Linked DNA regions of Arachis hypogaea: region 1 is linked to region 2. A link is a contact called in public Hi-C data. All regions are on one chromosome and are shown on one strand. Each heading gives the region's core, a stretch centred on a gene start, on an enhancer-like site or on the middle of the called end of the contact. The rest is flanking DNA. Distances are from core to core; before and after follow the strand shown.

Evidence for each region. Hi-C and Micro-C count contacts between places; a contact is called where the count stands out from the background.
Region 1: a contact with region 2 is called in a Hi-C map of leaf, with 2.1 times the contacts expected there. The contact joins two enhancer-like sites. A contact is called at or near these places in 3 of 8 Hi-C or Micro-C datasets (leaf and an unstated tissue).

The regions. Positions count from the first base shown.
Region 1 is chr4:37,611,217-37,617,820 of arahy.Tifrunner.gnm2.J5K5, forward strand. No RefSeq gene overlaps it. Among protein-coding and RNA genes, the nearest start is that of LOC140184428, 4.2 kb to the right of the region's middle. Within about 2 kb of position 2,080, at least 1 of the 3 cell types and tissues checked has open chromatin away from gene starts, as enhancers often do.
Region 2 is chr4:37,558,784-37,565,688 of arahy.Tifrunner.gnm2.J5K5, forward strand. It overlaps LOC112796678 (cytochrome c6, chloroplastic), which reads left to right. Exons shown (of 7, transcript XM_025839249.3): 3 at 2,627-2,724; 4 at 2,824-2,855; 5 at 2,952-3,015; 6 at 3,087-3,195; 7 at 3,745-3,952. The coding sequence ends at 3,758. Among protein-coding and RNA genes, the nearest start is that of LOC112796678, 10 kb to the left of the region's middle. Within about 2 kb of position 3,803, at least 2 of the 3 cell types and tissues checked have open chromatin away from gene starts, as enhancers often do.

The DNA of each region.
Region 1 (6,604 bases), core at 830-3,329, 51 kb after region 2:
TTGATGGCAATGTCGAAGGGGATTAAATTTAATCACTTGATATTAGTACTCTGTACTCCCTAAAATGGTCGAGTTGTTCACTATTGATCTAAAAAAAAGGTTTTCAAAGAAATTGACTCCTTGGAGATATCCCTGACCAGCTTTAGTAAGGTAATCGGCACAAAAATTGGCTTTCTTAAAGATGTGCCTAACTTCAACTCTCTCCAATTTCACCACAATTTTTTGGATGAATATGATTAGTGATGAGTTGCCATATTTTTTGGCGACGTCTTTTGGACCAGTGACAAAACATATTTCGAGTCTGATCCCATCACTTTTGTGATGCCAAGTTCGGAGACAAGATTAACTCCAACACATAAATCTTATGGCTCTGCTAGAGTTATAGTACAAGCCCCAATATTCATGCTAAAATGGCGATGGTGCGACCATTCCAATCTCTAATGATTCCACCACACGCACCTCTGTTATCGGATTGAAGGACGACCGAGCCATCTACATTAATTAAGTTTCATCCAGTTCCAATTCGAAGGCTCTTAGCCAACTAGCTCTTTTTTTGTATCTTTTAGAAGTTTGTTGCGATGCACTGTAATGTTCAAAGTAAAATTATTTTTCTTAGTTATTTTTCTAATCATCTGGTGTAGGTGGTTAATTTGTAAAATTTTATTTTTGAATATGAGGTCATTTCTGCATCTCTAAGCGGTATTGTAAGCTGTGACGAAAATTATGGGTCATGAAGTCCCATACTGATTCCGAAAAACTAAAAAAAGATTTGTTCTTATCTAATATTAGAAAGATTGATTGAAGAAAGTATCATGTGAGTCTCTGTTAACGATGCTAATCCATACCGTATGGATATAGAGGCAATCGCGTAAAGCATGGAGCAACGTCTCTTCTTCTCCATAGCATCTTGAACAACTGTCATTCTCAGTGAGATTTCTATTCTTCCTTTTACTATTTGTTAGAAGAGCCTCATGAGTGAGAAGTCAACTGAAGGTCTTGAGCCTTTGAGGTAATTTAATCTTTCAAAGGTGCGATGTTTATACATTCTATTTATGTTGTCACTATTTCTGAAATAAGCATCGTAGGCTGATTTATTGTAAATTTACTATCTACTCCTGGAAGCCACTCGATCGTATCCACTCCAATAGTTAGATTAGGGGCCTTTAAAATATGAATGTGGTCAATAATTTTCTCTGGCAGTACCTGATTTAGCACTGTTCAGTTCTAAGAACCCATATTATTTGTATAGTCACACACCTTTTCATTAAACATTTTTTCATCAAGATTGATCACAACATGCTTCCTTAATTTAGGAAAGTTAGGGATCCAACAATCGTCCCAAAAAGAGATATTTTTTCCATTTTCTATTCTTCAGATTAAATTTTTTTAAAAAATTTTTCAAACCTTCGAGATGCCAATCCACGCGTTAGAGCTACTAACCTTTTTATTAACTTTAGGAATAATATCGTCCTCTTTCGTACTTTGCTCACATAATTTTAACCCATAATTTTTTTTATTATAGATTAACTTCCATACCAGCTTTTTTATGACTCATAATTTTATAGGTATATTATTTGTATTTTTTAATTGATGTCAATTTGAGGTATTAACTTAAATATTAAACTAAAAATAAAATTTATTGGTCAATGATAAATTTTTAAATGAAGTTTTAATCTACAATAAATTAGTCTTTAATTTGGTAAAGCGAAAAATATTGTTAAAAAAAAAAGTGGATAAAAGTAAAGAATTGTAATTAAATTAATGATTATAAATTAAATGTACAAAAATGAGACATCAATTTAAATGTATTGATATTATTTTTCAATTAAATATTAAATTAAAAAACACAGCTAATTGAATAGTAGACATTCCATATTCTAAATGTTTAACATATGGACCTACCTTTACTTAAACATTAAACTCCTTGAATAAGCTAAATTAATTAGAAAAATTTTATCATCTTTTGATCCTTATAATAGAGTAACTCAATACTCTATATTTTGGCTCTTTCCTTTACTCAATACACGTGTTAAACCTTATTATTATATTTACTAAAACAATAAAATATAAAAGAGCTCGAGTTGAATGAAATGATGAATCAGCTAAAAGATTGGTCAATCAGTAGCAATTTGATTTCAATGGTAAGCCAAGCATCAAATCATATACAAAAAGAAAAAAAAATTATTCTCATGACGTACCCGAATATATGTAAAAGAGAAGAAAGAGATCAAAATAATCAATAAAAAGGACAATAATTATTACTATGATGTAAAGTAGGGAAGTCTTGCCTTTAATTTGTTTCCTTATTTTTATAGCTTGATGATTTATTAATTTTCCAATATTTAAAAAAAAATAAATGTTGTTGTATTATCATTATCATTATGAAAATATTTGATAATAAAAAAATTAATTAAAAACAATCAAAATTTATCTTATTTATTATTTATTAATTATTATTATAATTAATAAATATTAAATAAACTAAATTTAAACTTTTTTTTATCTTTCTAATATTCTCGTTATCATTATTACTCATTTCGTACACCTAAAAAATATCATTATTACTCTATATTATTGGAGAACAAAAGTGCTAAAGAAAACCGTAGTTGACTAGTTGCATTGCTAACGAACTATTATCAGGATACTGTTTCCTTCGTGATCTTTTGTCTTATTTGGTTTGTTTGTTGTGTTTTCTAATAATGGTTGAAATGAAATGGGGCAGTTGGTGATGAAACAAATCAAAAGTTGGCCATGATGAAATGTCATTTGCTCTCAAAAATGGAATCTTTACCTTGATTTAGCCAAACACTGGAACAAATGCTTATTTAGGTGTTTCTTAATTATGGTCATTTTGTTATTTATTTATGTCATTTTTTAATTTATTCGCTTAAACTTTTTAAAACAAATAATTTGTTGATACTGTATCAATTTTTATAACATACATATAAAAAAAATTATAACATAAAGATATAAGAATTTTTGTTAATTTAAAAAATTTTAGCATAAGATATATTTAAAAATATACAAAATTTATAAAAATCCTAAAAAATAATTTTTTGCTTGAAAAGACGTCATATATATATATATATATATATATATATATATATATATATATATATATATATATATATATATATTTTTGTTGACGGAGATGTGATAAATCTAAAACCATTAATATACTTTCTCCTGTTAATCAAGCAATTTTATGAAATTTTTTTCATGATATAGTGCCCTAAGAATTAAGAGTAAAGTACATTTTCATGAGTCAATTAGTATCATATGTAGTATTAAATTAGCCTTTCCCTCCTTTAAGGATCTCGTGAAATCCAGTATCCGAAAAAAGAAATAAAAGAAAAGAATTGTTACATTGAAATTCATGAAAGACAAAATTAGAGGGAATATTAAATCAAAGTTTAACTCTTGTATGCATTATTTTGCACATAGTGATTTAATCAGGTATTTATGTTTATATGACTCTTAAATAGTACAGATGATTAAGTTAATATTATATGATTAAATATTAAAACTTATAATGACAACTTAGATTATTTTTTAAGAAAGAATATTTATAAAGGAGTTAATATTATTCATCAGTAAATTCATTTTTTTCTGCTCGCCCTATATCATATTATGGGTTGGGGAAAAAAAGTAGTTAATTCTCTTGTTGGACCCTAAATTAAGTTATCAAAGGCACAAGTGGGACCAAATTAAGATAAAGAAAAGAAAGAAGAGAACCCTAATACGTTTGGTAAAGGGAGCAGCCCTAATATGTAGGGTTTTATCCACAACCACCACATATATACAAGTCACAACTACGACCTAATTAATCAATTGAGATTGCAAGCAATGCAACAATATAATATTAATTAATTAATTAATAATACAAATTTGATAGAGGAAAACTACAAAAGCAAAAGCATGTGACACTATATCCATTAATCAGAGGATACTATTGAAAAAGGTTTTCATATTATTATTATATATGTATAATAAATTAATAATGTATGTATCTGTGGTCCTTTCTCCTTTGCCCTTCCATTTGGTCTGCCTAATATGTCATTGTTTGTCAACCAAAGACAGAGAAACCACCCAAAGCTAAAGACAAAAAGAGAGCATCCCTCAACTGATTCCACCAACCTGCCCCTTTTTTTTTTTTTTAAGGATAGATCTATCTTAAAATTAATTAAAATGATTGGAGGTTTATTATCTCAATTTTAGAAATAAAAAATTTAAGGTTACTCTTTTCAATAAGTAGATTTTCCAAAATTTAGAAGTGTGTTTAGTTTGAATTTTTATTTTTAAAATTTTAAGAAAAATTAAAGTAAAAACAAAAACAATATTTAATTATTTTTACAGTTTTTCGTTTTTTTATATATAAAATTTTTAAAATAAAAATACTAAACTAAAAACGCAAATCAAACCCACTATAAATTTGTGTTTTCCCTATTTTTACAAGAAACGAAATTGTATATCACTGGTCTAACAATTTTTTTATTATAAATTTATACATTATTTTGCACATAATTAATAATTAGCAGACAGTATTAAATTGTGATTATGTTGGTGTAGGGACGAAGTGGTAGCAAAAGCACATGCGGGAACAGTATCTTTAATACTACTTGTTTAGAATTAGTATTAACCAAATCCTGATTAACTCATAAATAATCAATCCTCATCCCAAAATGTTTTGAAGATTTTTTTTTCTCGAGTTTTATTTTCATTGTATTGTAGATGTACAAATATTTTACATGAAAGTGTTATCACATACATACACAGAAATAACTAATAACTTATACACCTTAAAAAACCCACTTTATTTATACTAATAGATAAATAATAGACATCATTTTTATTTTTTATTAAATATGTACAATAATAAAAGAATGGAGTTAATATGGTTACTATTTCGTTTTCAATCCTCTTTGTCCTCTTCATATATAAATATAACAGATACATATAGTAGATAATAAAAACTAATTAAAATTTAACGTAAAAGAATTTAATACTAGTGCATTAGTGCATATAAATAAATAAACAACTATATTAAATATATACCAACTATATCTATTTATGTAAAAATATATAATGATTAATTTTAGTAGTTAATATTTTTTATAAATAAAATTAAACTCTTCTTATATATTTATGTTGAGAGACTTTGAAGATTTTTAGTATTTGAAAAAGTATAAAAACTATTTTTTAGTTGGTTAACATTAGTTAATATTTTTTAATTTTAAAAATTTAACTCTTTTAGAGAATTTAATTTTTTAAAATTTATGATTAAAAATCAAAATTAAATATTAATTACTTAAAATATAAAATTTAAAATAAATAAAATAATCTATTTAAAAAAAATTAAACTAATATCTATTAGAAAGAAAGAATTGATTCTCTAACATTAATCTTTTACTTGGCTTGGTTTGGAGGAAGACCGTGATGTACGGTTGCTGATGAATAATAGCTAGTAAAAATGTTCCTTAGGTAGCGGTTGTTTTGAAGGTTGAGATACTGAGACTCAATATTATGTTTGTTGGGTTAGAGACTAGTGTATTAAAATTTTTGTCTCTGTTCTCAAAATTTTAGTATTTCAGTACCTCCAACAAGTAGGGACACAGAGACTGAAATTTTTAGAGACGGATACTGAAATTTTAATAACATTTCATACCTAAAATACTCTCATTTCAATTAATTAATTCTAATTTTATCCTTTGTATAAATTAAATTAGAACTTCATTCTTGTTTAAATTTCTGTCTCCTATTTTACACCAAACATAATACTGAAATTTATTTCAGTCTCTGTCTTTAAGTTTTTGTTTCTCAGTATCAATCTTTCAGTTTTTGTCTCTTTACCAAACACTACCTTAATTTTCATTGGACAGCATAAAAAAGCTTTATCATAAAATGTTTTCAAAAAGTACTTTGGAAATTCCTAATCCTGTAATTGATAAGTCAAACTAAAATTATGTTATTGTTCACTTGTTTAATTTTATCAACTTTCACTGGACAAGTAAATTATAAATATTTTAAGGATTTATCTAAGAACATATGTTAAAATAATAAAATAATAAAATTATTAAAATATAAAAATTTAAATTTTTAATATACTTATTTTATATTTATTAAATAAAAATATTTTAATTTTTTTTACTAATAATAAATTTAGTATGTGCCCTTAAATATTAGCTAAACCCATGTTTTATTTAGATCAATAATAATTTGGATTACATAATCGCTATATCAAATTTGACATGTAAGAAATCATATCAGAGTAATGCACCAAATGTCAACAGAGAAGTAACATAAAAGTGAATCATCGTCATTGGTTTTCATATTTCATTTATGCCGATTAACTGAATTATGATCTTTTTCTATTTCTAAAGAATTGTTATTAAAGAACAAAACTTTTCTATTTGTTTGTTTGAAAGTAATATAATGGGTGCATGTAGGGGCACAGATACCCTTTTCTTTCACATGATTAAAATGTCTCTAATTTAATTGTTCATACTTCATAATATTATAAGGCCGATTTAAGAAAATTTATAATTTTTTATTGATAAAAGAAATGTTTTTAATTGACATTTCAAATGAAAGATGAACTAAAAGA
Region 2 (6,905 bases), core at 2,553-5,052:
TAGAAAGACTCTTATACCTAACCAATACAAGATCCGAAATTAGCTTTACCATTGGAAAGCTAAGTCAGTTTCTTGAGTACCACACTAGTAAACACTTTCAAGCCACTCAAACAGCCCTGAAATATCTGAAATCATCTCCTGCCCAGGGTCTTTTATTCAAAATCGAATCAGATTTACAACTCACCGGCTTCTCAGATAGTAACTGGGCCACCTGCCTTGACACAATATTCGGCTATTGTTTTTTTTTTTTGGGTACTACGCTAATTACTTGGAAGAGTAAGAAACTGGTTACCGGTACTCGCTCTTCTACTAAAGTCGAGTATAGAGCCTTGGCTGCCTCAACATGTGAAGCTCAACGGATCATCTTCATCCTTCAAGATCTCCAAATTCCAATCCTCAGACCAACAGCTATCTATTGTGATAGTCAATCTGCATTGCACATTGCGACCAATCCGGTGTTCCACGAACGTACCAAACATATAGAAACTGTCAGCTATATAGTACGCGATAAGGCTCAAGCACAAGTTATCAAGTTCCTTCCCATCTCCACATTACACCAAACTGCCGATATCTTCACTAAAGTCCTCTCCCCTACACCCCTCTCTTCTTCTCACTCCAAGCTTGGCTTATATGACCTTTATAAGCCCAACCTTGAGAGGAGGGGAGGTGTGAACCAGCTTCATACCATCAGATTTCACCCTTTTCTACTCACATTTCACACTGCTCTACATAACTAATTTGCTGACATATATAGAATTAATTAAAGAGTTATTTTTCTGTTAGCAGTAAGATAGTTAGTTAGTGGCATTTACACTATATATATAGCTAAACTTGTAATATCAACAATTTAAGATTCACTAATCGAATTTTCAGTCTCTGCAATTCACGTCAAGAATTTGGAATTCAAAAACTCTCTTCTCTTATTCTTAAATGTTCAGTGTTCATCCCTTGTTGCTCAAAGTTCGAACCGATTTATCACAAAACTCAAGTTAAATTAAGAATTAATGTTAACCATAATAACATAATTTATTTCATTCAATAGTTATTAGACATGTTATAAGAGATAACTTATCCTTTATTTGAGAGAGAATTGAATAGAATTTACCTAAATTTTTTGGGTTTATATAAAATATATACAGCTTTTTGTGTTAATCCTGTAAAATTTATCTTTTGGTTTTAGTTTAATAAACTTCAAAATGTTTGCGTTTGATTTTACATTGTTAATTTATTCTGTTAAACATACTGACATAATAAATTAAAATATTGACTTAACAAAACGTGTTATATCAGTATTTAATCTATCAAGCCAACACTTAACACATCAAACCAGAGACAAATAAAAACTTATTAGACTCTAAATAAAAAAGTTACTTAAATCAAGATTTCATGTTGATAATTTATTTTGTCAAATATTAACGTGACAAGTTAAATATTAACATAACAAATTGAAATATTAATATGATAAGACATAATCGTATTCCGTCATCATTTAACCCACCACGTCAGCACTTATCACATTAAACCGGAAACAAATGGAGACCTTTTAAATTTTAGACTCACTACAAGAAAATAGAGTTATTTTGACATTTTATTTTTTAATATCATAATTAAATGTCAAAATTAATATATATTTTTGACAAATATCACAAATGTCAAATTTTCTATATTTTCTTGACGAAAAATTTGACCGTAGAAAATTACTCCTCAATTTTGACACTCATTTGTTTTCAATTTATTTTACTATTTTTTTTCTTTTTTGGGCTCTGTTAATTTTGACATCACACTGTTCTCAGTTTAGGATAGTTTCAAGATCACATCTCATTTTTTGTTAAAATTTTTTGTCAAAATTTTTTGTCGAGAATATTTTATAGTCCATAAGTGTCAAAATAAATAGTATTTTTGACAATTAATAAGTATCACAGAAAATATGTTCTCAAAATTTTCTAATAAATTATTTTTGACAGCCAATATTTATCAAAATAAGATTTAAATTTTTTTCACAATCGCTTATATGTTAAAAATACTATTTTTGACAAAACTTTTATTAACATATTTTCATAGTTAAAATAATGTCAAAATTTGTTTTTTTGACAAATTTTAATTTTCTTTTACACATTATAACCCTAAAAAATAATCTATATTGTTGTAGTGACTATAACTATAAATTTATTTACGTCAACTCAAACATAAAATTTCTTAGCTAAAATATAAAATATTTATTATTTTTACTGATTTCACATTTATTATTATTATTATTAGATAAATATAATTTATAAAAAGATTAGTTAACCCAGGTATTTATTAAGAGTAACTAATAAACTAGTTGATATTTTTTTTACAGCTAGTATAATTATTAATAGTTATGTAAATGCTATTTTTAGATGCATTCTGATATAACTACTAACTGTATTGGTTGCAAAAAAAAAATATCAACTAATCTAATAACTACTTTTAATAGGATTACAAAAATATTTAATAACAAAATAATTAATAAATATTAAATAAGATAAATTCTGTCTATTTTTTTTCTAGTAGTATTAACGATAGTATTAATACAAATAAAAGAGAAAAGTTTACCATTGCAATAATTGGAGCTAGCTTCTCTGAGATTCTTTTGGTTGTACAGTTTCAAGTGCGCAAACCTTAGAAATTCAGAGAGGAGCCACATTGTTTCAACAATCTTGTATTGGATGCCATGATGCAGGTGGTAACGTAATACAACCAGTAAGCATAATCTTCTATCATATAATTAATTATGCATGACATCGCATCTTCTATGTCGTAGCTAAATTTTATTCTTTTCATTTTCTTTTTCCCTTTCAGGGGGCAACTCTATTTACAAAGGATTTACAGAGGTAACTGCCACAACACAGCAACCTAAGTCCATGTAGAAAACTTGAGAATTTTGTTTAAGTATGTTTGAAGTAATCCAAATATTAATGCTACCACAGGAATGGAGTTGATACAGAAGAAGCAATCTACCGTGTAACATATTATGGCAAAGGAAGAATGCCAGTAAGTTATCTCGGGTATGTAACATTTGAGTGACTCATTTTGTATTATTATATATTTATATTATCGTGTAGGGGTTTGGAAAAGAATGCAAGCCACGCGGGCAGTGCACATTTGGAGCTCGTTTGGAAGACCAAGATATCAAAGTATTGGCTCAGTTTGTTAAGTCACAGGCAGATCAAGGTTGGCCAACTATCCAAAAATAATCACTACATTTAGGCTTATTTTTGCCCTATGCAATGCTTACAAGATACATCAGAGGATTGGAGAATACTATATTAGATTTTGTTCGAGTCTAGTGTTTTTTTTTTTTCATTTTTTAATTACTGACATTTTTCTTTTAAGAATTTGATCTTCGATTTTCATATTTGAGTTTTGGTTTTATTTTTTTATTTTTTTTGACAAGACATTTCATTTTATTCAAGAAAAATCAAGATATAAGATAATAAGGCAAAGGTTAGGCCGCGGCCAAATAGGTGAAATAATATTTAGTAGATTGATTAATTCGAGTTTTTCCCCTTGTTTTTGTTGCATACACTATACGTTACGACTTAGCTAAGGCTCAAATCCAAGACCTTTATACCGGAAAGGGAGACAAATATCGATAATCTGAGAGAATTTGTTTTCTCTTAAATGATTTGTCTTTTCGTTTTTTGTTTTTTTGGCATCAATGATCTGCTTTTATTAATTAATTTTTTCTTTTTCTTTGCATGGGCCTATTTCTTGGGTAAGTTGAATCACTATGAGGAGCGAAAAGTGCCATTTAATGACCCAAGAAAAAAGAGAGTTGCCCATTATTGTACACACACAGTTTGCTCTATCTTCTTTGTAATATGTAATTTGAACATCATATCAGTTCCTAAGGTCCGCAAAAAACAAGAGGAATATATCAGTTCCTTAAAATAATTCATATAAGTATCGAATTTTTTTGATCCATTTACATGCAACTTCCATTCTCTGTAAATATAACTAAATCCACCAAATTTTAAAGTTTTATAAGACATAACAATATGTATATATAAAATATTTTTTAGATAAATTATAATAATATTTTAATATTTTATTAATATTAAAATATAAATTAATTTATTAATTATTTTTAATATCTTATTGTAATTATATAAAATATTTAAAATATTTTTTATTTTAATAAATAAAAATATATATTATTATTAAATTTATTTTAATAATACATGTTAAAAATAAAATTAGACATACTGATATGTGATAATATTTAGATGTATCTAAATATGTTTAAAAAATTTTTTATTTTTTATTAAGACATGATTCGATACAATAAATACATGTGTCGAATGAATGTTGATAAATATCGTATCTAAAATATATCCGATACGCGAATACGACTAAAGTATTCGTGTTTTATAGACTAAATCATTTTTCTCTTCATAGTTCATACCATATAATGAATTCATACATACACTAATATCCATTAAGTAATGTATAAAAATATGGTACGATGAAACTAATTTACATTTTTAGTGCATATTTATTATAACAATATTACATGATCAATAAAATATATTATTTTTAACAAATATTTGGCTCATTCTAAATACTAAAAATTATATTCTAAATTTTAAATTATAAATACTAAATTTTAATAATATAAAAATAAAATATTAATTTAAAATATTAGCTAATATTAATAAAAACATATTAGCTGTCTAACACTTTTCTATTTATTAAACTGATTTTATAATGGAGACCTAGACTAGATCTTTAATTTCTAAACTAAAACTAACCAAAAGTCAAAATATACATAGAGACAAAAAACTGAATTTCACCAATTTATAAGTCTCATTCACTTCGCTGGTACACGCACCGAGGCAATGTCTCTTGACTTTTTAGCTTGAGAAGTGAAGCAACAAGCCAACAAGGAAAAGCAAGAGAAATAAAATGGCTAACAAGTACAATTCTCATTAAAAACGAGGTAAGATCATGCTTTGAACTAAATTAAACCATGCCCAACATTGTATTATTTAGTTCACGCACCATGTAGCTATATAGGATAGCTATGGCGGCTCCACTATCCTTTTTTAACTATTAACTAAGAAACAATTAAAACGAAAAGTTTATTTGAACTGACGATATTCTAAACAATGATTCTCGAGCCACGTGCATGTTCTAATCTTGGGTGAACCCTGTTCTCTTCATGCCAAATTGGTGGAACCTAAAGAAATATTATTTTATTATTGACCTAAATATAAAGGATTTGTTTGGATGAATTTTTAAAAAAAATTTTATAATTATTTTATTTTAAAAAATTTTATAAAAAATAAAAATAATTTTATGTTTAGATATTTTATATAAAATTTTTTTATTTATCAATTATATTTGGGTATAATAATATAAAAATATTTTTTATTTATCTATTATATAAAATATATCTTTTTTTTAAAAAAATACTTCTCAAAAAAATATTTTTTATTTTTTTCAATATTTTTATTTTTATCACTAAAAATTTATCAAATACGTGCTAAAAGATAAAAAAAATTATTAAAAAAATTTCTTTTTCTATTAACTTAAACAATCCTCAAACAAATACAAAAGTCAAATATTTTGTGAAAATATTGAAATAAATAAACCTTTTATTGAAAATATATATATTGTGGCTCTCTGGCATTTAAGGGAATATATTCCCCACTACACACCTTTTGCCAAAGCTGTTTCTTTGATAAACAGAAATAGGGGTAGAAATAGATAGAATAGGATAGAATATAATTAAGGTGAAAACGTAAGTGCAGTCGACTTTACGTGAAGTTGATAGTCGAGAGCTTATTTAAACACAACATTTAGTTTTTGTATATATTATAATATCAAATATTATTTGTTTGTAATTAAGAAATTCAGTTATTAATTTAGTGGCACTAATTATTTGTGTAAAATACAAAAATTTAGATTCAAATCTTTATTTATTTATTCTATATATATATATATATATATATATATATATATATATATATATTTTATGAACATTACATATTATATATTAAGAAGGTCGATTAGACGGATAGATCGAGTAAGTTCGGTACTCAAATTAGATCTTATTCGTTATGGGTTGATTTTTAATTCACTCTGATTGGATTAGAACAGGTTCAACATATATCCGCAGATGTGGGTTGTGTTACTAATCTTACTAGAAGCTAGTGTATTAAAATATTAATTCTCGGATAATATTATCCACGCATCTTCAAATTCAATATTCTATTATTCTTAACCGTTATTCTAATTGCTAAATAACCAATTTTTTCAAGTTTTGTTCTTTGAAAATAGTCTTACCATTTTTCAGAAGGTGGTGTCCTTATTGTACATTGTCCAATCCCTTGTGGAAGCAAAACCCTAATATCCGTACGTATATGCTTCTTATTAAAACGTAAATCACTAAATCATAATCTACTTACATACACTGGTCAAACAAATTATAAAAGGTCAGCTTTTGTTTTAAAGAATAACAAATGCAATGTCCAAAATACTTGTCATGTTTTCTAAAATAATTCATGCATGACACATAAATATATAATTTTTCATACAAATATATTAATATACATTAAAATCAATCACTAATATAAATATATATTAAAAATAAATTAAATTATATATATTTATACACAAATATATAATTATTGATTTATTGTGTACAAATGTTTATTTATTTTTCTCTAATTCTTTTTCCTGTTAACCTTCTAAAACTGATGGAAACAGTTGATTGTTCGAAAATTGGCGCAAACAGCTTATTGGTGTATATAAAGGAATGCTAAGCGTCATTTATTTTGGTATTTTATAATCATTAATTAGTTATCAACAGTATTTTTAATGGTATGAAATTATATTTAATAATAAAAAATCATTCATTTTTTTTATAGTTAAGTACT